6 separate regions of the Mus musculus genome follow, and regions 1, 2, 3, 5 and 6 are each linked to region 4. Evidence: chromatin contacts called from public Hi-C, HiChIP or PLAC-seq and promoter capture Hi-C data. All regions are on one chromosome and are shown on one strand. The core of a region is the stretch at or near the end of the contact, and the rest is flanking DNA. Distances in the headings are between cores, read along the strand shown. Region 1 holds the start of Alox12 (arachidonate 12-lipoxygenase). Region 2 holds the start of Slc16a13 (solute carrier family 16 (monocarboxylic acid transporters), member 13). Region 3 holds the start of Eif5a (eukaryotic translation initiation factor 5A). Region 4 holds the start of Chd3 (chromodomain helicase DNA binding protein 3). Region 5 holds the start of Asgr1 (asialoglycoprotein receptor 1). Region 6 holds the start of Dlg4 (discs large MAGUK scaffold protein 4).

Evidence for each region. Promoter capture Hi-C pulls out the DNA fragments that hold promoters and counts their contacts. Hi-C and Micro-C count contacts between places; a contact is called where the count stands out from the background. HiChIP or PLAC-seq counts read pairs in DNA pulled down with a chosen protein or histone mark. Capture Hi-C pulls out chosen DNA fragments and counts their contacts.
Region 1: a promoter capture Hi-C map of liver shows a contact between it and region 4, with 2.3 times the contacts expected there. The contact joins the promoter of Alox12 here to the promoter of Chd3 in region 4. A contact is called at or near these places in 1 of 39 promoter capture datasets (liver) and 1 of 9 other capture datasets (liver).
Region 2: a contact with region 4 is called in an H3K27ac HiChIP or PLAC-seq map of large pre-B cells, with 3 times the contacts expected there. The contact joins the promoter of Slc16a13 here to the promoter of Chd3 in region 4. A contact is called at or near these places in 4 of 39 promoter capture datasets (the SN4741 cell line, cranial neural crest, embryonic stem cells and 1 more) and 3 of 115 datasets of contacts at active chromatin or transcription factors (bone marrow-derived macrophages, large pre-B cells and pancreatic cancer cells).
Region 3: a Hi-C map of B cells shows a contact between it and region 4, with 11 read pairs. The contact joins the promoter of Eif5a here to the promoter of Chd3 in region 4. A contact is called at or near these places in 6 of 39 promoter capture datasets (the C10 cell line, the HPC-7 cell line, cranial neural crest and 3 more), 2 of 484 Hi-C or Micro-C datasets (B cells and uterus), 1 of 115 datasets of contacts at active chromatin or transcription factors (pancreatic cancer cells) and 1 of 9 other capture datasets (adipose tissue).
Region 5: a contact with region 4 is called in a promoter capture Hi-C map of neutrophils, with 2.8 times the contacts expected there. The contact joins the promoter of Asgr1 here to the promoter of Chd3 in region 4. A contact is called at or near these places in 1 of 39 promoter capture datasets (neutrophils) and 1 of 115 datasets of contacts at active chromatin or transcription factors (pancreatic cancer cells).
Region 6: a promoter capture Hi-C map of pre-B cells shows a contact between it and region 4, with 3 times the contacts expected there. The contact joins the promoter of Dlg4 here to the promoter of Chd3 in region 4. A contact is called at or near these places in 3 of 39 promoter capture datasets (cranial neural crest, liver and pre-B cells) and 1 of 115 datasets of contacts at active chromatin or transcription factors (pancreatic cancer cells).

What each region holds. Positions count from the first base shown.
Region 1 is chr11:70,253,957-70,257,166 of GRCm38.p6, forward strand. It overlaps Alox12 (arachidonate 12-lipoxygenase), which reads right to left and starts at 1,414. Exons shown (of 14, transcript NM_007440.5): 1 at 1,182-1,414; 2 at 453-654. The coding sequence starts at 1,316. The region is part of intron 2 of Gm40191 (a long non-coding RNA gene); the gene reads left to right.
Region 2 is chr11:70,219,431-70,222,885 of GRCm38.p6, forward strand. It overlaps Slc16a13 (solute carrier family 16 (monocarboxylic acid transporters), member 13), which reads right to left and starts at 1,564. Exons shown (of 4, transcript NM_172371.3): 1 at 1,049-1,564; 2 at 765-908. The coding sequence starts at 1,247.
Region 3 is chr11:69,919,948-69,923,357 of GRCm38.p6, forward strand. It overlaps Eif5a (eukaryotic translation initiation factor 5A), which reads right to left and starts at 1,439. Exons shown (of 6, transcript NM_181582.4): 1 at 1,216-1,439.
Region 4 is chr11:69,367,796-69,370,890 of GRCm38.p6, forward strand. Chd3 (chromodomain helicase DNA binding protein 3) reads right to left here and starts at 1,631. Exons shown (of 40, transcript NM_146019.4): 1 at 1,341-1,631. The coding sequence starts at 1,596. Gm32483 (a long non-coding RNA gene) reads left to right here and starts at 1,195. Exons shown (of 2, transcript XR_003949707.1): 1 at 1,195-1,283; 2 at 2,943-3,095.
Region 5 is chr11:70,052,781-70,056,312 of GRCm38.p6, forward strand. It overlaps Asgr1 (asialoglycoprotein receptor 1), which reads left to right and starts at 1,575. Exons shown (of 9, transcript NM_009714.3): 1 at 1,575-1,708; 2 at 2,101-2,186; 3 at 3,217-3,333; 4 at 3,457-3,532. The coding sequence starts at 2,120.
Region 6 is chr11:70,015,775-70,019,275 of GRCm38.p6, forward strand. Dlg4 (discs large MAGUK scaffold protein 4) reads left to right here and starts at 1,429. Exons shown (of 22, transcript NM_001370675.1): 1 at 1,429-1,459; 2 at 1,648-1,746; 3 at 2,012-2,052. The coding sequence starts at 1,441.

The DNA.
Region 1 (3,210 bases), core at 164-2,663, 890 kb after region 4:
CAGGTGGTCCCCACCATCCAATCAAATCAGCCGACCAGCGGCCCTTCCTCGCGGCCCCGTTGCTCATTGGCCACCAGCTCTTGTTCTCTGAGCCCCTCACCTGTCCCTCTCCCCACGGGTTCCGAATCACAGTACTACTGTTTTCTTTACTTCTCCATTTGTGTCCCCGGCTCCATGACCTTCTTTCTATCTAGGAAAACAGAGTCTCCAGATCTCTTACTTCCCTCTTTAATTCATTTGCAACATCACTTATCCTGGGAAACACTTGGGGAATTCATAACTTCTCATTTCCTCACTTGCGCCCTAGAAACTCACTGTTCCGTTTCTGCCCACCCTTTCTCCAAGTTCTTTCCCTCTCCTCCTCTTTAGCCCTATTCCTCCACACCCTCGCCGCCAGCACTGCCCTTTCCCTCTTCGTCCACTCCCCCAGGGTAGGATGCTGCCCCGCTCACCTGTCCCCTCCGGGAGGCTCAGGATTCCCTCTCCCTGCACCCAGCGGTAGCAGGGAAACACGGCCTCTGCACTTGTCCCCGGCCCCTGAACTGTGATGAGGTTGCAGAACCAGGCGTCATCCACAACTGTGTGCTGTTTGTGCAGTTTCACAAACTGCAGTGGCCCCAAGTCCTCGGGAACGTCGAAGTCAAACTCCTCCTCCTGCGGGGACCACACTTAATAGAAGGGATTGGGAGAAGCCTTTCGGTGGCCGAGCCTCCCCTTTGTGGAGCCTCAGCTTACCGCAGCCGTCAAAGAACACACCTCGCCCCTGCTCTCCTTCCCTCTTCCACCCCTAACCTGTCTGGCGGGTCTAAGATGTCCCATTTCTGAGGGAAGACCAGCGTCTACAGCGCGCTGACCAGAGATTTGAGCAGATGATGACGATCATCGCCTGTCTCATCCCGTTCACTGAGCTCCCACCACACCGGAACTTGGAGGAGCTTCGACTGACCTCAAGTCCTGTATTTAAATCGGCTCTGGGGCTAAGAATGCAGGACTCAGAGGGCTGCCTGGGCTGGGGTGTGGGAAAGGAGACCACCCGGGGCCCGTAGTTGACATCACTCCCGGTGTCCCACCTCTACAAATCTCCATCGCGGTCTTACTGTCACAGACCCTAGTCTCCTGTCCCTTGCCATCCTCCTACTCTCTGCTTGGACAGTAGAGGGCCCCAGTTCTTGCTCACTGACCTTGCCCCGCGCTGGCCGCAGTTGCAGCTCCAGTTTCGCCTCCCGGTGCTCCCCAACCAGCCACAAACGCACTAGGTTGAGGGATCCGGAGAAGAGCCAGGCCCCAGTGACCACACGGACGCGGTAGCGGCCCATGGCTCCCTCTGGCCTCTCAGGAGGCGATCCAAGTTAAGTTCAATTCGAAGACCGCCCAGGGCCACCGTCGCCTCGGGGCCAGGTCCAAAACTTTAAAAAGATGGATCTGTGTCCCCGCCCTCACAACTCCTAGGCACTCCCAAGTCCCCGCCCCAGACTAGTCTGAACCTGCTAGCCCAGCCCAAGAACAGGCTTTGGGAAAGGGGTGTGCGTTTGGATCAGCTACAGTGGGAGCTAAGGAGGCCCTTCCCAAGGTCTCTGGGCTTTTAGGAGAACTTGCAAAGGGGTTGAAACCATTTTTCAAACGGAGGGAAAAGAAGTGTCTTTTCTGGGCTGAGAGGAATGCCTATAGCAGGTGAGCCTGGGAGGGCCTGGGGGATGCCCAGCTGCTAAAACCATCTGTGGTCCCCAAACACCCCCAGTCCCTGCTCTGTACTGCTTTTGAAGTCACCCCTTCAGTAAACCCCCAGGGATTCCCAGGCTGCCTTGAGCCTGAAAAGACAGCGTTTCCAGACTTAGAACCCCACCCCTGCCTTCTCCCCCACCCTCATGGTCTCCCACTCACCTGAACATAAGACTTTACGATTTCTTTTCCTTCCTTCCTTCCTTCCTTCCTTCCTTCCTTCCTTCCTTCCTTCTTTTCTCTCTTTCTCTCTTTAAAAAAAAAAGATTTACTTATTTTATGTATGTAAATACACTGTCACTGTCTTAGACACACCAGTAGAGGGCATCAGATCCCATTACAGATGGTTGTGAGCCACCATGTGGTTGCTGGGAACTGAACTCAGGACCTCTGGAAGAACAGTAAGCCCTTTTAACCGCTGAGCCATCTCTCCAGCTCCGACTTTAAGATTTCAAATACACAAAAGTGTCATGGGCCACGCATCTTGAGGGAGGCCAAGGACAGTGAATGATTTTGTCCAACCTCCTCCAGATCTCGGATGCAGAGTACCAGTCTGGGTAGGAGGGTGCAGTATAGAATCAGTTACAGTCCAGTGGGTGGGTTTCACGAGTTTATTTCTTCCAGGTAAGGAGAGTGAGCCTTTCTTTAGTGGAGCCCAGGTTGGATTTTCTTCCCAAGTTATCTCCTGGCCTTGGGTCTCAGAAAAGTAAAGTCATGAGCAGCGGTGAGAATGACACTTGGTTAGGGACCTTGTGAATAGTGGGAAACTTGTTCAGGACTCAGATTTTGTCACATGTACATGTCCCTAACTAGGTTCCTGTAAACTAAGATGTTCTAGTTTGGTGGCTAGGCCAGGGCCAGGAGGATCTGTTTTCTGGACCTAGGATGCTGCTGCTTGCAGGAAGGAAAAGTCTGAGACTTTCCAGGTCACACCTTCAGGCCTCCAAACCCTGGGCATGTCAGGTCCTTCGTGGGTTACTATTGCACACTCTCCAGGCCCATTCCTGCCTAGAAGTTCTGTGCTCTGGATTGGGTGTCTGTCAAGTGACAGCTCCCCCTCCTTTCAATGTTCCGGCGTCACTCTTTTCTCTACATCCCCTTGGTTCTCCACAGCAGGCCGTGGCCCTCTCCTCGTGCATTTTCGTGGGCCGTGTTTTGCCTTCTCAAGAGTTTGGTTTGTATCAACTAGATGATTCCTTAAGGTTACGTGTGTGTGTGTGTGTGTGTGTGTGTGTGTGTGACAGAGAGAGAGAGAGAGAGAGAGAGAGAGAGAGAATGAGAACACTAAGAAAAAGAACTGAACTTCTACACGAGCTTAATGACATGATGTGTTCAGACACTTAGACGCTTAGCACAATGTTTGACACAGAGCCCTCTGTGTATTAACTTATTATTATTCATGATGAAATATCATGAGTCCCTTTCCCATTTCTTACCACCTACTACTTCTTCAGTTTCTACCAGGATGTTCACTTCCAAGACCTGCTTCCC
Region 2 (3,455 bases), core at 314-2,813, 850 kb after region 4:
CACGCCCACAGACCTGGGTGTTCACAGTGCTGGGTTTTAACACTTTCTAGCTGTGTGACTTTGTGTGTTCTGCTTACTCTCCCAGGCTCAACCACCTCATCTGCAAAATGGGGTTAACACACCTTATAACAGTGGGTCCTGACCTTCCTAATGTTTTGACTCTTCAATACATGTTGTGGTGACCCTCCTCCCCCAAACCAGAAGATTATTTTCATTACTACTTCCTAACTGTATTTTTTCTACTGTTACGAATCGTAATGAAAATATCTGAAGTCAGAGCATCTGCTATGTGACCACCCCCCCCCCCCATGAAAGAATTGAGCAACTCTCCCAACGGGATCGCTACCTACGTGTTGAGAACCGCTGCTCTATGGGATCTGGGAAGACAAAAGATAGTGTTCCTAAAGTACCTAACACAGAACTTTGGAATAAGAGCCCCATCTCTACTGTTTTTGGCTACATTAATCTTCCATTGCCCGGGTATGTAAGCATCGAAAGCGTCACTATTAATTTTTTAAGTAAGCAATGATATCTATTTCGGTCTCTACCTAGCGCAATCTTAATAACAACCTCCCTTCTACCCTCCAGTCCGATGGGTTTGGGCTTGTGTTTTCTGGATTATCTCTGACTTAGTCATTCAGTTTAAGAATTCCCTTCAGGGCATAGGTTCTCCCTGAGCCTTTTTGGAAAGAGGTGGAAGAAGGTGAAAAACCCAGAAGCTTGAGATACAGGCCTTAGACTTCTGCCCTTGCCCAGGGTCTCACCTGACAGCAGCCCAATACTCAGGTATAGGTGGGTCAAGGAGGTAGCAAATGAAGCAAGCAGCATCCCCAGCGCAGCCAAGATGCCCCCAGTCATCACCACAGGCCTGGGCCCCAGCTTCGTGCTCAGGGCACTGCCTATTGGGCCTAGGGAATTGGAATGGGTTCTGCGAGGTGGTCTCCGCCACCCTCCCTCAGCATCCTCCCGACCCTTTCCCCTTTCTGGTCCCCAAATTCCCTCTTTTCTCCGAGGGTGGCAGGCCACCGCACCCGGACGCCGCACTCACTCCCAAACTGCTGCACCGCGATCCCTATGGAAGCGATCCAGGAGACTCTGGCTGCCTGCTCCTCAAACGCCGCCACAAATTCCACGAAGAAGACACCGAAGGAACGGAGTACCCCAAACACGAGCGCCGACTGGAAGAACGCTGAGAGCACCACCATCCATCCCCAGCCCCCGTCGGGGGGCTCAGCCCTGCGCACCATTCCGAAAGGAACAAAGGGGCAACTCCTAAGAGCCCCTGCCTGATCTGGGCTTTAAATCGCTCACTTTGGCCCTCCCACCTACCCTGCAGGACGCTCAGCGCTAAGCTGGGGCTGGTAGCTAGGAAGTTACTGATAAAGCATGTGGCGCCTGCGCCTTTCCCCAAGAGGAAGGAGGCCCTATAAACCGGGACCTGCCACCGACACAGGGCCGGGTTAGACCGCAGCTGAGATCCAGACTCCAGCCAGATGATTTCTTTAGTGGTCAGAAAATAAAACCAGGTTCGGGCCACAACCCTAACGAGAGGTAGTCTGGTTGTGGATTATGTTATCTTTGAGGATTTAACACCTGCCTAAGTGGGCCAACATCCAACACTTGGTTCGCCAATTAGGATGCAGGTCTCCAGAGCAGGGGGTGGATCTGGAGGGGCTGGGCGGGGTTTACAGCATTGTTCAGGACCTGCAGTGAGAGAGGGGCGCATGCGTAGGGAGGGGCATGAGGAAGATAGGTCCCACGTGACAAGGGACCTAACCCTGAGGGTTCTGCGGTTCTGCAATCACATTTCCAGACTTGCATCAAAGGGCTGGTTGTGGATAAACTGGTCCTGGCCAGGCAGAAACTCACTTGCTTAGTGAGGGATCCAAAAATTGCCATGCAGCGTGGGTATGAAGGGACAGGTTATGAGGTAAGAGTCAAACTGACAGAGCACCTGGGACGACTAGAAAAGCCCTGAAAATTCTAGACGGCTGAGCCGAGGGCGGCGGAGGAAGAGGGAAGACAGGAACGCGCAGACTGTGATCCTAGCTGCTCGGGAGGCAGAGGCAAGCTCATGGTCAACGTGGGCAATTTAGCTAGACTCCGTCTCAATTTTGTTTTTCTTTGTGTTTTTGTTTTTTACATAATTAAAAGGGGGGTTACAGGACCCATTGAACTGGTCCTGGTTCAATTCCCAGTATTGCTGTTATAAAGCGGGGAGGCGGGGAACGAGGACCGGTGACGACCCGGAGTCCTGGCATTCGTTTCTGTAATGAGAATTATTTTCCTGCCGTTTCCGACCCCACTAGCAGGAAACTAGCAGGTCACTGAGACCAAAAATAACTGAGAAGAGGAAGGGCGGCTGTCACACCACCAGAGTCCCCCATTACCACCTACTTTTTCCTCAGCAGTGCTGGAAGCTTTCTCTTAGCCTTCTAGTACTGGCCACTTCCTAACCAGTTGTTTTGTTTTTTATCTTATGCTGAACACCTTGAGAGAGGCAAGCTATGACCCTGGTCTCTGGAGCAGTCAGCCTCTTATCTAACCAGAGCTCTAGAGGCACTGCCCCCTCACCTCCTGAGAGCAAAGACTTGGGCTTTTCTTTTATGGTACCTCAGGCTCCCCAGGACTCTGACCTTTGAAACCTTGGGCTGGGAATTCATATGCAGAACAATGGGGAAAGAGGCAAACGAGAGGGGGATGGTATAAGAAGTTATGCTTTTAAGAAATCACACTGTAGGGGCTGGAGGGATGGCTCAGCAGTTAAGAGCACTTGCTGTTGTTCTTTCAGAGGAACAAGGTTCAGGTCTTGTCAGCTCCCGCACTGTTCCAGGGGATCTGACACCTTCTTCTGGCCTCCACAGGCATGTACCCATCTGGGTCACTTAAATACATGTAGGCAAAACACTACACATAAGGCCTGTCTGCAACCCCAGCTATTGAGACCGGGCTAAGAGGGTAGCAAGCTTAAGGCATGCTGGGACTTCAGACTGAGGTAAAGGCTAATCTGGGCAATTTAGTGAGATCCGATCTTAAGGAACTTGGCTGTGTTGGCATGTTCCTGTTACTCTGGTGCTTAGGAGGCAGAGTCGAGTTTGAAACCAGCCTGAGCTACATACAAGACTGCCTCAGAAGCCCAAAGAGGGGCTAGAGCGATGGCAGAGCAGGCGAAGCAGAGCTGATGCCTCGAGTTCAATCCCTGAAACTCCCTGGAGAGTGGAGAGTGACTTCATAGAGTTGTCCTCTCACCTCCACACGTACACACGCCACACATGCATGCACAGCAATAAATTAGGTAATTAGATATATACAATGAAAAGCTCCCGCTGGTCATGGTGGCACACACCTTTAATCCCAGCACTCGGGAGGCAGAGGCAGGTGGATTTCTGAGTTCAAGACCAGCCTGGTCTACAAAGTGAGTTCCAGGACAGCCAGGGCTACACAGAGAAACCCTG
Region 3 (3,410 bases), core at 189-2,688, 550 kb after region 4:
ATCTCAGTTCCCGAAGGGAACTCAGCCTTTTGTCGATGGCCCTCCCACTTTTCCCAGGATGCACCAGTCCTGTCGGCTTTTCAGGCCCAGCCTGTACAGTCAGTAGAAAGTGAGGGGTGGTGAATGACAATAAAATGAAAGCAAAAGATTCGTAGTAGTAATAGAAATCGTACTAGGCTGGCAGAGTAAAGGACTTTAAAACACAGTAACTCCCAAACAAAACACGACAGGGAAGGCACTGGCATGGTGAAGATCGAAGATCACCGCAGGGGAACTAGAAGCTCACTACTTTCAGGCGCTGTCGGCATGGGCCGAGAAAGAGTTGGGCATCAGTCCAATCGCCCTCAGTTTCCCCACTTTTCCCGGTTTCCCCAGCAAAGCAGTACCACTTACATCTGGCTGGACGTCTCACTTCATATGAAGACTGAGGGATGAGCTCCAGAGGCCCATGAGGCTGGGGAACACTAACATATGCCTGCAACGGGCCCTGCGGGATGAGTGAGACCCAAGGGTAGGGTCTCTCCCGCACGCCAAAATCCAAGGCTCCGGAGAAACCCAAAAAAGACCAGAGCTCCTTGCGCTGAGGGTTGCCGGCTCGCGCCCACCATGTGGTCGCCCGGGGCTTCCGGTGGCCCGGGCCAGGGGGGAGGGGTCCCCGTGCAGCCATGCGGCCCCGGTCAACGTTCGGCCGCATGGCCTCGGACCCCGAGGGCAGCCTCCAATGGGGAACACTTCCGGTGCTACGGCTGCCCCTGCCCCAAAGCTGCGCCAGGCCAGGACCATGCCGCCTCCCCTCCCCCCGCCGGCCGCCAACCCCCTCCACATGCCCTCACCTAACAGCCCCCTCCCCCACCTCACGTGGCCGCGCAGCGCCGGTCCTCAACCGCACAGGAGCCTTTGCCCTGTCTGGGCCGATCTGGCCCCGGGCCCTCGCCCCGGCGTGGCCGCCTGGCGGCCTCTCCCGCGTGGCGGCCTCGCGGCTCGCCGTCCCCCGCCCTGCGTCGCTCCAACGTCACCCGGCCGGCCCCAACCGTCACCCCTCGCGCCAACCGGGCCCTGCACCCGCCTCTCCGCACCTCGCGCCGCTCCCTCACCGAACCCGTGCGGCGACAGCCGCCGCTCCCTTCTGCCCCCCTCCCCGACCCCCGCGTAGTTCCGTCTCTCGTTCGTAGCTCAAACCGAGGTTACGCGCAGGCGCGCCCTGCCCGCTCTCACCTCGCGCGAACGCACTGACTTGACCTGGTCCGCTCGCCGCGAGCCCAACTGCTGCCTCCGAACCCGCTACTGTGCTGCCGCCGCCGCCGCCGCCGCCTCTAGCGCCGCCGCCGCTGCTGCACACGGGTCTTAGTACGCAGGCGCCGACTCCCCACTGACCAACCAAGCAGCCCTATGACAGCCGCGCAAGCGTGCTAGGTAGCTCCACCACCTTCCACCCCCGCACTGCGCAAGCGCATGGACCCTCCCCGATCTCCACCCTCTCTCCCACCTACCCATCGGATGACGCACACACGTGACCCCGCCCCTTTCCAGTCCGTAGTGCTTCCAACCAGTCGGCAATGCGCAGGCGCACCGGGTTTTTTTTTTTTTTTTTTAAATCCCTTCAACCTCTTCTTCCCTCCCCTTGAGCGACAGCTCGCTCTACCGGGCAACCCTTGCGGCTGCGCAATACAGAACCCTGCACTCCACACCCTCCGAAGGAAACGCCTGGGTCTCAACGCATGCGTGTTAGGAATCCTAAACGCCCCTTCCACCTCAGACGTCGTCCCTACGCGGGGTGTTGAAAAGACCACGCCACTGTGCTGCTTGCGGCGTCAAGAACGCATGCGTCTGAGCAGGCGCCACACCTCGGCTTTAACTGGAATTGAACAACTCACAAACACGTTTCTGAGAACCTTTCTAGTTAGGTGTGTGGCTCTTCTCCGAATCGCTGTCCCAGCTCTGCACGTGCTCAAGAGACTGCTTTCCGTGGGAGACTCTGCTCTCACGCTAGTGTGGTCGGATTACAACCATCCCGGCTTCGGTACTTTACACAACTTGTGCGCTATAGTTTCAGTATCCAGAGCTATCCGATACAAGCCACCATCTTGTCTAAACCCTGGTTAGTGTTGATTCCTAAGGTTCGCATAGAAGCTTTTCCTTTCTAAATCCTAAATAAAGAGAACTACATAGCGTTTCCGATTGTTTTCCCAGGTCGGCTTGAGGTTTCTAAAAGGAAATGTCTAATGTTTCTTCCAAAATCAAACTCCCTATGAGAAGAGTGGCTCTGGACCAGGCGACACAGACTTTATTGCCAGATCGCTAGGAGGCTGAGACTTGTTATAAAGCCAGCACATAAAGTTGGTCTTGAAATTTATGATGCCTGTAATCTCTGAGTTTGAGAAACTGGAGCAGGAGAATAGAAAAAAACAAAACAGTGCAATATTAAATTACTTTGACGTTATCTAAAGATGAGCGATCAGGATTCCTACTCCTTAGATAATGCAGGCGTGGTGGAGCACTCCCTTAATCCTGTAAGAGCCAGGTGGGTTCAAGGCCAGTCTGGTCTGTACAGTGTGAATTCTTGACTCAAAAGCAAAACAAAAAAATCTGGTCTAGGAATCTAAACCTTTTTGGTGGTAGTGGTGGTTTTGTTGTTGTTTTTCAAGACAGGGTTTCTCTGTGTAGCTCTGGCTGTCCTGGAACTCACTCAGTCGACCAGACTGGCCTTAAGATCCACCTGCCTCTGCCTCTCGTGTTGGGATGTAAGGCATGCACTGCCACCTATAGTTTTGAGAAATCACTTCAAATTACTGTACTTTTAATTTCTTTACCACTAAGTAAGGATATTAAATGATATCTTAATCTCCAACTTACTGGAACGCTTGCAAGCACTTAATTGGAATTATTACGTGTTTGTGTAGCACAGTAGAACTATCCACCCTATATCTTTCAGTCACTTTTCCTGAATTTTCTGTCGTTTTCTGTGGAATGCCAGCACTGAGAAAGCTGAGATCAGCAGATCAGTAGTTCAAGGCTATGGTAGCCTACATAATCCAATCCTAGCCAGGCACAGGGCCTGCCACCCTCCCTCCCTGTAATTGCAGCACCTAAGGACCCAGAGGCAGAGGAAGGAGGATGGGAAGTTTATGGTCATTCTCTGGGTGTGGTAATACATGCCAGTAATCCTATCTCCTGGCTAAACAGGAAGATTGCCAGCCTGTGCTACATAGTAAAACCCTATTTTAAAATTCTGTCCCAGTACTGAAAAAGATATGAACTTCTGGACACATGTGACAACTGTAAAAGCCAAATGGTGCAAAGCTTGGGGCTAGGGCTATTCAGAGACAATTAGTAGAACTGTAAATGTCACAAACACGATACACAAAAAATATATTAGTGGTTGCCTAATGCAAAGGATTTAGGGAATGGAC
Region 4 (3,095 bases), core at 381-2,880:
GCTGTCTCAACACGTGCGACAAAAAGTCACAGTGGTCAGTAAGACAGTTTTACAAATAACGTTTTAAAGTTTGGTGTGTGTGTGCTGCTCTGCCGCCAGAGACTTGGGGGTGTGGATGTCCCCAATCAGAGGTTGGCGACACCTATCCTAAAGAAGCTAGAAATCACTCTCCACTTGGAGGGTGGTCTGAGAGTTGCGCCACTGATCCAGAGAAGGGTCTGTCCCAAGCACAGCTGGACGTCCTACGCCAGTGGCAGGTGACTTGTCATCTCGGAGAAGGGTGCTGAGTGATGATGGTCAGGACAGAGCAGCTGGGTGGGCAGTTCACGCCCCCCAACGTGGTCAGGGTGTGTGGGTGGTTTCATCAAGAGAGTGACAGTGAATGGCAGCCACGTGAGAGTCACAGCTGGGCAGTTCGGCCACCCCAGACTGACGGGGTCACGAGGGGGGGATGGGGGCTGCACTTGACACAAAAGAGCCCGGGGCAGAGATGACGAGGGTGGGGCCGGGGGCATCTGGCTCCCCAGACATTCTCCTGTCTCTCTTCAAATCTGAGGTGACCCGAGACCTCGGCGGCCAGCTAGGGGGGAGTGGACGGTATGTCCAAGTCTTACTCCAGGAAGTGGTCTGCGTGGAGTGTGGCCACCACCTGCCTCTGGTCATCAGCCGCTACAAACATTCGCACGCCCCCTCCCACGCGTGCCACCGCACACCCCTAAGTTGGCGGGCACCGAAGTCCCTGCAGGTGGAGGGGCTGGTCCGCGGGCCACTGTCCCACCTCTGCTTGCCCAAGTCCCCAGCGGAGGGCGTCGGGTGGCAGTCAGCTCCACACCCCGAACCCACTCGGCTTCAGTCCGACCCCACCGGGGCCCGGCCCAAGGGGCGCTCACGCGGCCGCCCCTCCCCCACGCGCCCCTCCCCCCACGCCGCCGTCCGGTCGCCGGGGTCTCCGCGGTCCCTCGCTCGGCCTGGGAGGGGGGCCCTGGCTTCGCTACGGCCGTTTCCTGCCTACCCCCTCCCCGCCGAGGGTGAAAAAAATAAATCTCCTCCCCCGAAAGCCGCGACCAAGTGGCCCGGTCCGCGCGCGCAGCTCGCTCCCTGCGCTCTCCAGCCCGGGCGCGGCGGCGGCGGCGGCGGCGGCGGTGGCGGCGGCCGCGGTAGCGGCGGAGGAGGGGTGCGGCGGGGGAGGGGAGGAGGCCTGGCCCCAAGGCCGCCGCCGCCCGGACTGCCGGGCCCGTCTAGACCCGCCAGGCGCCCGGGACTCTCCTCGGCTCGGCCGAACCGTAGGTGCCGGGCCCCGCGGCTCCGCTCGGGCCCCGGGGAGTCGGACGGACGCTTACCTGGTGGCGGGGGCGGCGGCAGCGGCGGCGGCGGCGGCGGGAAGAGGTGGCAGCTGGGGGGGCTGTGGCGGTCGCGGCTCCGGTCGTGGCCCGGCCCGCGCCCGAGTACTCCCTCTTCGTCCTCCTCCTCATCGTCCTCGTCGGCCGCCTCCACCTCCTCCTCCTCCTCGTCGCCCTCTTCTTCCTCCTCTTCTTCCTCCTCCGACACCACCATCTCCTCCTCCTCCTCCTCCTCGTCCCTCAGAGGGGAAGCCATCCTGTGGCTCTGGCCCCCCCACCACCCCCCCACCCACCGCCCGCCCGCCTCCCCCACCGCTACCACCACCACCTCCTCCTCCTCCTCCTCCTCCTCCTCCTCCTCCTCGGCGGCGGCGTCCTCCTCCTCCTCCTCCTCACCGCCTCCCCCAGCCCCCCAAACCCCCGGGCCACCCCCCTCCAGAACACCCACCCCCGGGGCCGGCGTCTGAGGAGGGGGGCCGCACCACCCCCAAAAATGTTCTTGGAAAAATTTAAGGACTTTTTCCCCCTTCTGTCTTTCCTCCCAAGAGAACAAGAAAGGGAGATCGTTTAAAAAAAAAAAATTATATATATGTATATAAAAGTTTTCGACTTCTCTCTACCCCCCTCGGTTGCTTTAAATATATTTAAATTCTGAGGGGGGCGCTCAGAAATATTTCTCAGAGCTGAGGCACTAAGATGGCCGCCTTGAAATTATTTTTAAAACAACCCCCCCTCCAGCACTGCCACCCCCCTCTATAAAGAAAGAGAGAGGGGGGTAAAATCCCCTTTTAAAACAAAATGGCTGGCTTAATATTTCATTTTTCATACACCCCCATTCTCCCTGTTACATCCAATCTCCAAGCTTCTACTCAGAAACCCACAAATTTCTCCCTTTTTTCATAACTGATTAGTGCACAGATTAATACATTTTCCTTGTGTATTGAGAGAGAGAGAGAGAGAGAGAGAGAGAGAGAGTGTGTGTGTGTGTGTGTGTGTGTGTGTGTGTTGGGGGGCATGAAGGATTTCTGCATAAAACAAAAATGGCTGCTGTGACTTAACTCCCCCCCTTATAAAAATATTTGGGGGGGTATTAATCAGTACTCATGCTCAGTCTGACATCAGCATAAATTGTTAAAGGTTAACTAGTTAGATACTAGTCCAACTAGATTGAATTTTTCTTTTCTTTACTAGTCTTCTTCCTCCCCCCACCTCCCTTCTCTAAAGAAAAGCTTTTTTTTTTTTTTTCTGAATACTTCAGAAGGGAGTGGTTTGATGTGAAGGTTTTTTTTTTTTTTCCTTCAGGCATTGAAAAGGAAAAAGATGAAATATATGTTTATATATAACTCTCTACATACCTCATTGAAGTCAAAATGCATTTAATTGTGTACGTAGCTTTTAAATGAGAAATGGTACTGGCTTTTTTTTTTTTTCTCCTTAAAAAAAAAGTGACAGAAATCCTAGTGACTTTGGGGGGAGAGATATGAATAGATGATTGAGTTTTTTTTCCAAGGAGTCCATGTTTGATTCTCTCCTTTGCCCAGCCCTCAGTGTTCTGTGAATGTTGTCAATTTTATCTCTACTCTTTCCCTTCCTCTCCTCCAGTGGCTTGCTTGTAAAATCGTCTGACTTGAGAAATTAATTTGGTGGTGACTAGGTCAGATTTTTAGGAGAAAGAGGAGAGGGTCGGATCTGAAGATTGTGAAATTCTTTTCTCCTGTGTCATCGAACGCCTCTTCCTCCATGACCTTCGACACT
Region 5 (3,532 bases), core at 325-2,824, 680 kb after region 4:
AAATGACTGGTACACATATCCAATGGGATATATATATACATATGTATATATACTATGTTATATGTTATATATTATACTTATACATAGTATATGTATAATATATATTATAAAATGTATCTCTCTAAATAGAAATCTATTGAAAAGGGATGAAAAACTACACACACACTCATTCATACATCCACAATCCACACTTAACATTTATTCAAGCATGTGTGTTAACATTAGTCCAGTACTGCTCTCTGATCCATGAGCTTAGGGCATGGCTCTCAGGTATGAACTGTATTTCAAAATGCCTTCTTCCAGGACAATATGCAAATAGAAAGATGCAAAAATCCTGAGTTTACAGCATTTTCCAGTTTTACAAGCTAGGGCTGAGGTCTCTCTAGCACTGAGAGAGCAAGAGGCTCGGTGCCCCCTGCTAGTCCCTACCTCTATGAGTAGAGCTACTATTCAGACTGGATCTGTATCTGTTTGCTTGCCAGAATAAACTAGATTGTAAGTGGCAAAATCAGAGAGTGTTAAATTAATGGCCCAATTTTCACCAAAATCGCTGGCAGCAAGCCCGGTTCATGTAAACATGCGGATTTTTAGGACACAGACAAGCAAGGACGCACAGAGTAGTTGGATTTATGTAAGCGGCACCTTCCTGAATAGCTCACAGGCTCTAGACGGCCACAGAGGCCACTCCTCACTGTGGAGCCTAACAGGAGGAGGATTATATGTTGAATATTGCTCTTGTCCCAAGCCTGAGTTCTGACAGGCCTCTCTGAAGCTCTCAGGACCATGAGGGGCCATGTTTAAGCCTCTCTGGGGATTTGGGGACCTGGTGCGTGGGACAGCTAAGGATCCCATTCTGAGTGAGGTGCTGGAGGCAGCACACAGGTCACTGAGTTGGGCTGCCCGGGTGTTAGTCTGTGCTCTTCTGTGTAGTATGGCTTTGAGAAGCCCTTGTCTTCCAGAGCCTCAGCTTTCTTGCCTGCAGAATGGGTTGTTCTCTGGGGATGAGAAAGGTTGAAGTCCTGGGGCATATGGTAGAATCAGTGATTTCTTGGCCCTGATCCTAGAGGGGAGCTGCTCCTCCTGTTACCACTGCGCTGCTTGGAGGACTACCATAGAGTGAGTCAGTCAGGTTAGGGCTGAGGAGCCTGGAGCTGAGACCCCAGGAATCTACAGCTTGCAATTATAACACTGAGGTCACAGGGCAGGATTGGGCAAGAGCGGGGAATCAGTTGGTGCCTCTGATCCTGGTCAGGGATATTTGGAGATACGGACAATTCTGGGAAATTCAGGACCGAAAGGGGGAGGGCTCTGAGGGCAAGCAGCAAACTGTTCCCTAGCCTTTTAAGGCCTGTCTCACCCACAAAAAGGTAACAAGTATTGAACATGCGGAAGTGCATGCGTAGATGTGTGTGCCTCTGTGTGTGTGTGTGTGTGTGTGTGTGTAGACTCCCCTTTTCTGAGAAATAGAATAGAGGTCACCCATGCCTTCTTTCCTCCCCTATACCTCCCCAGTTCCAAGTCTACTCCTACCTCTGTTTATGGTTCAAAGTCCCGGTGTTGGTGATGCCAGGTTCAGCGTGCTCGGACACACATGGGCCCTGGATGGACCCTGTCCCCTCCCCTCCCATTGCCCAGGGCTCTTCACCTGGTTCTTCAGGCTTCAGCCCCCTCCTTAGCCTGGGCTCTTCGTGGTGCTGAGGGACCTTCAGTAAGTACAGCAGGAGGAGAAGGGATGGGTGACAGCCAAGAGAGAGTGGCTGTATGGGTTCACATGCGCAGTGTGTGTGAATGGGAGAGGAGAGATTTTTCTTAGACAGAATGTAGCCTTGGTTAGTCTGGAATGCACTCTGTAGACCAGGCTGGCCTCGAACCTACAGAGATCCACCAGACTCTGCTTCCTGAATACTGGGATTAAAAGCATGTGTCATCATGTCCAGCTAGAGGATAGATTTTTGGATGTCAGGCTTGGGAGCAGATAGGGTTAGGGGAGACAGAAAGTATGTCCACCTAGTCAGATGTAAAAGGGAACTGGACTTCATCCAGCTCTGAGTCTGTTAGCCTCGGCCTCAGCTCTAAAGGCTCTAAATTTGGCTGTCCTAGGTCCGGATCCAGTGCCATCATGACAAAGGATTATCAAGATTTCCAGCACCTGGACAATGATAATGACCATCATCAACTCCGGAGAGGTGAGAGGTGCTCCCTTTCAGAGAGGCGAGGGGTTCTCCCCTCTGGAGGAGAACATCAGTGGCTCTGTCCCTCCGACTCAGCTCCTGTGTCCTGTGGAGATCCCTAGCTCTGTTCCATACACTCAGAAAACAGTGGCTGCATCACTCTTGCTGGGACATAGGGTACAGGGCATAGTGTTGGCATCCTCAGTGACAGATGTCCAAGCTTCCTCCCAATGTTACCCATTTCTCAAGACCCCAGGCAGAGGGTGGCTCCAAGGTGTGGGGCCTACTGAAGGTCGGGGGCATGAGCTTATTGTCAGCCCCGTCTGAAGTTAGGTCCCTTTCTTCTTCAGTTTCAACAGTGTGTATGTGGAGGTGGAGGTGGGGATGGGAGGTGATCAGGATCAGTTTGACTTAAGGGACCCTTGGAGAGGGGGCTGAGGGTCTCAGCACGGATGAAAGATGAAGCATCTGCTCTCCCTACTTTGTCCTCTGAGCAGGGACTGTCGTGTGCCTGTACAAACAAATACAGAGCTCTTGAGGTATCCCAGGTGGGCAGTGTGCTTTTATGCAGGAAGGAGCACAGGAGGGGAAACGGGGCGGGGGGGGGGGGGCAGGAGGGAAAGCCCGCAGGCCAACCGACAGGACTGAGTGTCATTTTCTCCCTTGGTGGGAGAGGCTCACCTTTTCTCCTTGCATGCAACCAAAGACGCACAGGATTCACGGAAAGAGGAGGAAACCCACCCTTCCCACACTTTGGTGGAGCAATGACTCCCCAGGCGTGGTTCATCGTCTGTAATGACAATATTATGCCACAGGGTGGCAGCAGAGGTCCAGGGCTTCGGGAATGCTAGGGCAGGTCAAAGCTTTGCACTTCTGATAACCCCCTTTCTTCCCTATCTTTAGGTCCTGCAGGGTTGTCCACGGCCCACATTTCTTAATCTATACGGCCCCTCTTAGTCTACTGGAGAGCTTAGTTTGCGCTCTTCCTAATACCTCGGGATTTAGGTTGGCCCAGGTAGTGAACTCTTGATACGCTCTCTTGCAGGGCCGCCTCCCACTCCACGGCTCTTGCAGCGACTCTGCTCTGGATCCCGCCTCCTCCTGCTCTCCTCGAGCCTCAGCATTCTGTTGCTGGTGGTTGTCTGTGTGATCACATCCCAAAGTGGGTGGCCAGGGCTGGGCAGAGAAAGGGGGCAACTTCGGGTGTGTGTGAGCAAGCGGTGGGTGCGGTGGTTGGTGGACACAGACAACTTATTTTTCTCTACCCACATCCTCTCTTGCTTAGATTCCCAACTCCGGGAAGATCTGCTGGCTCTAAGGCAGAATTTCAGCAACCTCACTGTGAGCACTGAGGACCAGGT
Region 6 (3,501 bases), core at 179-2,678, 650 kb after region 4:
CTCAAGCTGGGGTGTACTCTAAGCGAATTCTGAGATCTAGAAGATTTCACCAACTTAAAACACTTCTAAAAGCGCGTAGTAGGCACCTCTAGTCTCTCATGGACTTTGGGAGATAATAAATCACGATCACTATGAATTTGAGGCCACATAGACCCTGCTAGAGTGAAGACTCCAAATACATAAGTCTTAGGAAATGAATACTTTTTTTTAAAAAAGAACTTTATGTGTGTCTCTGTGTGTCTGTATATTAGCGTGTGCACATGGGTGCAGTGCCTATAGATACAGAGACCAGAAGCTGTGGAGCTGGAGGGAAGTTGTGAGTCTCCCGACGTGGTTGCTGAGAACAGAACTAAGGTCCTCTGGAAGAGCAAAATGCATCGTGTGTGTGTTGTATGGTTTTTGTTGTTGTTGGTGGTGGTTTGTTTTTCTGAGACAGGGTTTCTCTGTGTAGCCCTGACTGTCCTGGAACTTACTCTGTAAACAAGACTGGTCTTGAACTCAGAAATCTGCCTGCCTCTCCTTCCCAAGTACTGGGATTAAAGGTGTGCGCCACCACTGCCAGGCTAGTTTTTTTGTTTGTTTGTTTTTTAATTTATGTATGTGAGTACACTGTAGCTGTCCTCAGACACATCAGAAGAGGGCATCGGATCCCATTATAGATGGCTGTGAGCCACAATGTGGTTGCTGGGTATTGAACTCAGGGCCTCTGGAAGAGCAGTCAGTGCTTTTAACCCCTGAGACATCTCTCCAGCCCTCCCTTTTTTTTTTTTTTTTTTAGGCTTTAAAGGTTTATTTTAAAATTTTTATATATATGAGTGTTTTGTGTGTATATATATATATATATATATATATATATATATATCCCACCAAGGTCAGAAGAAGGCATTAGATCACCTGCAACTGGAATTACATACAGTTAGCTGTACACTGCCATGTATGTGGACACTGGAGACTGAACACAAGTCCTCTGCCTAAGAGCAACGCATGCTCTGATTGCTGAGCTGTCTTGAACCTCATCTAAAAGTCTGCTTATGCGAGTGTGCACTCACATAAGCCCTTATCAGAAGACAACTTCCAATAGTTCTCTCCACATTTATGTGGGTCCCTGATGACAGGCTTGGCAGTGAGTTCCTTTACTCAGTGAGCCATGTCACTGCCCCCGACCCCTTCTCAGTATGGTCAGGCCTGGGGAGAAAAAGAGCTTAACTCTGGGTTGCTGGGACTGCCTTAGATAAAATCCTCTTTCCCACTCACAGAAAAGCAGCTAAATTATGCCTGGCATTTGGGAAGGTACACTATGCGGAGCAAAGTGTTACCTGGTGACCTGGGGAAGAATGGAATCTAGACCGATTGTCCACTTTACTAGCTACAACTGCGTAGGCTGAAGGCAGCTCAACTTCAATCTTGGCGGATTAGGGAGATTAAATCGAGAGAAGAGAGATGTCCCAGAGACCAAGAGGTGAAAAAAAAAAACCAACCCGGGTCTTTGAGGGGGTGATCTGGATCTGGGATGGGGGCCCAGGGGCTCCTTCTCTTCCTGAATCTATCCATGGTGTCTGGAAAAAGAAGACAAAGGCTGGGAAACCTTAGATGACTAAGTGGGTAAGTGGCTTGGTCTCGATCCTTTGTCACTTGCTTTTTTACCAGCTCCCAGGTCAGCCCTCTGGCTACTGGCCCCCCCACTACTGCGGTGGGCACCTCCCCTCCTCACAGTGCTGCACAGTGATCTCTTCCAGGCCTTGCTGGGTGAGTAAGGCTGGTGTTCTGAGGGGCCACAGTGGACAGGGCTGGCCTGTGGTATGGGGTCAAGCATTACAGGTTCTAGGCTGGTTGGAAATACTCAGAGCATCTAGTCCAGGCTCTCGCTTGTATAGAGCCATCACACTGTACCTCCTAGCAGCATCCATCCTAGCCGGAGGAGCCTCTCTTGACACACAGAAGCCAGGGGTAGCAGGGGTGGCCAGAGGGCCCCGGGATTTGGGAGGGTGACTTAATTCTGTTCCTGTGACAGACATCCTGGACTATTATGAGGCTTGTATCTCAGAGAGTCAGGTAAGGTGATGACGGTGGGTGCCTGGCTTCCTGACTGCCTGAGCTGGCAGGACTGGAGGGACAAGAGTACATTCTTCTAATTCTAAACTGAGACTTAGGGGCCCAGGCAACATGATCCCTAGTACTGACTGAGGAGTTGGGGCACCAGCAGTGCTGTCTGTGGGCAGCCAGCCCTATGCCCTTTCTCCTTTCTTCTCCCCTTTCTTGCATTGCCCCAATTTCAATACCAGGAAGTCCAGGTCATACTTAATTACTTTTCAGACTTCTTCCTGTGACTCCTAGGGGAGAACTAGGTCCCCAAGATTCTCTACTGCCAGCCCCTCCCTCAACCCCTTACCCCACGCTATGGCCTCCCTCCTGCACTCAACCAAGGAGGGATGCTCCCCTCCCAGCTGTGGGCTTTTTTCCTCTAAGGAGGAATTCCATCCTCCTCATCTTTGCTGTCATCACCGAGGTTAGCCAGGTCTCCATGTTTGCCGTAGGGCCTCTCTGCTTGTGCTTCTAGCTCCTTTCCCATTATCCGGGTTCCTGCCAGCAGTGAAGGAGTTAACACTGCCAAGGCACCCCCCCCATTCTGGCTCCTAGCTCCCTCCCTCCCTCCCCCTGCTTCCTCTCTCCTCCTCTCTCCCCTTCCCTCCTCGGCTCCGCGGCTACATCGGCCGCTGCCATCTCCAACCCCCCCCACCCCACTCCCCCGCCACGGCCCCTAGCCCCTGGCCGTTTGGCAAGACCCCCGCATACCCCGGGGCTTCCCGAAATCCAGTTCCCCTCCCCCATCCCAGCTCATGCCCCAGCCCCAGAACTCCGGGGCTGCCAGCCCCCTGTGCCCCTACCCCTCCTGAGAATCGGGGTGTGCTCCTCAAGCCCCCTCCCCTCCACTGGGGAGCCCCTTTTAGGGTCCCCCCTCCCTTCCACGCTCCCCTACCCTTCTCTTCTCCAACCTTCTCCTTCCCCTCTCACCCCTCCCCCCATCCTGGCCCCCCCTGCAAAAGTGGGGTGCGGAGGGGGGAGGGGTGAGAACCCACCGAGGGGAGGAACAAAACTCCAATGAAGTCAGAGCCCCCTACTCGCCGCCGCGGCCAGGCCCCCCAACATGGACTGTCTCTGTATAGTGACAACCAAGGTAAGCATGATGGGGAAGCCGTGGGGAGGGGGAGTAGGTAATGAATTTGTGGAGAAGGGTTAGGTAGGCCTTATCTAGGGCTGCAGGCACTGGAGTGAGAGCCTCAGAAGTAAGATCTATTAGAGGGGGTCACAGTTTAGTTTTGGGGTTCACATCTGAGAAAAGGATGGATTTGGCCACAGGTGCCTCCTGGAGTGATCATTTTGTACCTATAAGGAAATGGAGAATCTGGTGTTTGGGGTGGCTTGGTGAGCTTTAGTGTTCACCAGCAGTGTTTTGAGGGCAATTTATTTAAGGAGAAGCCTGCCTGCCTCACATGGGAGTTC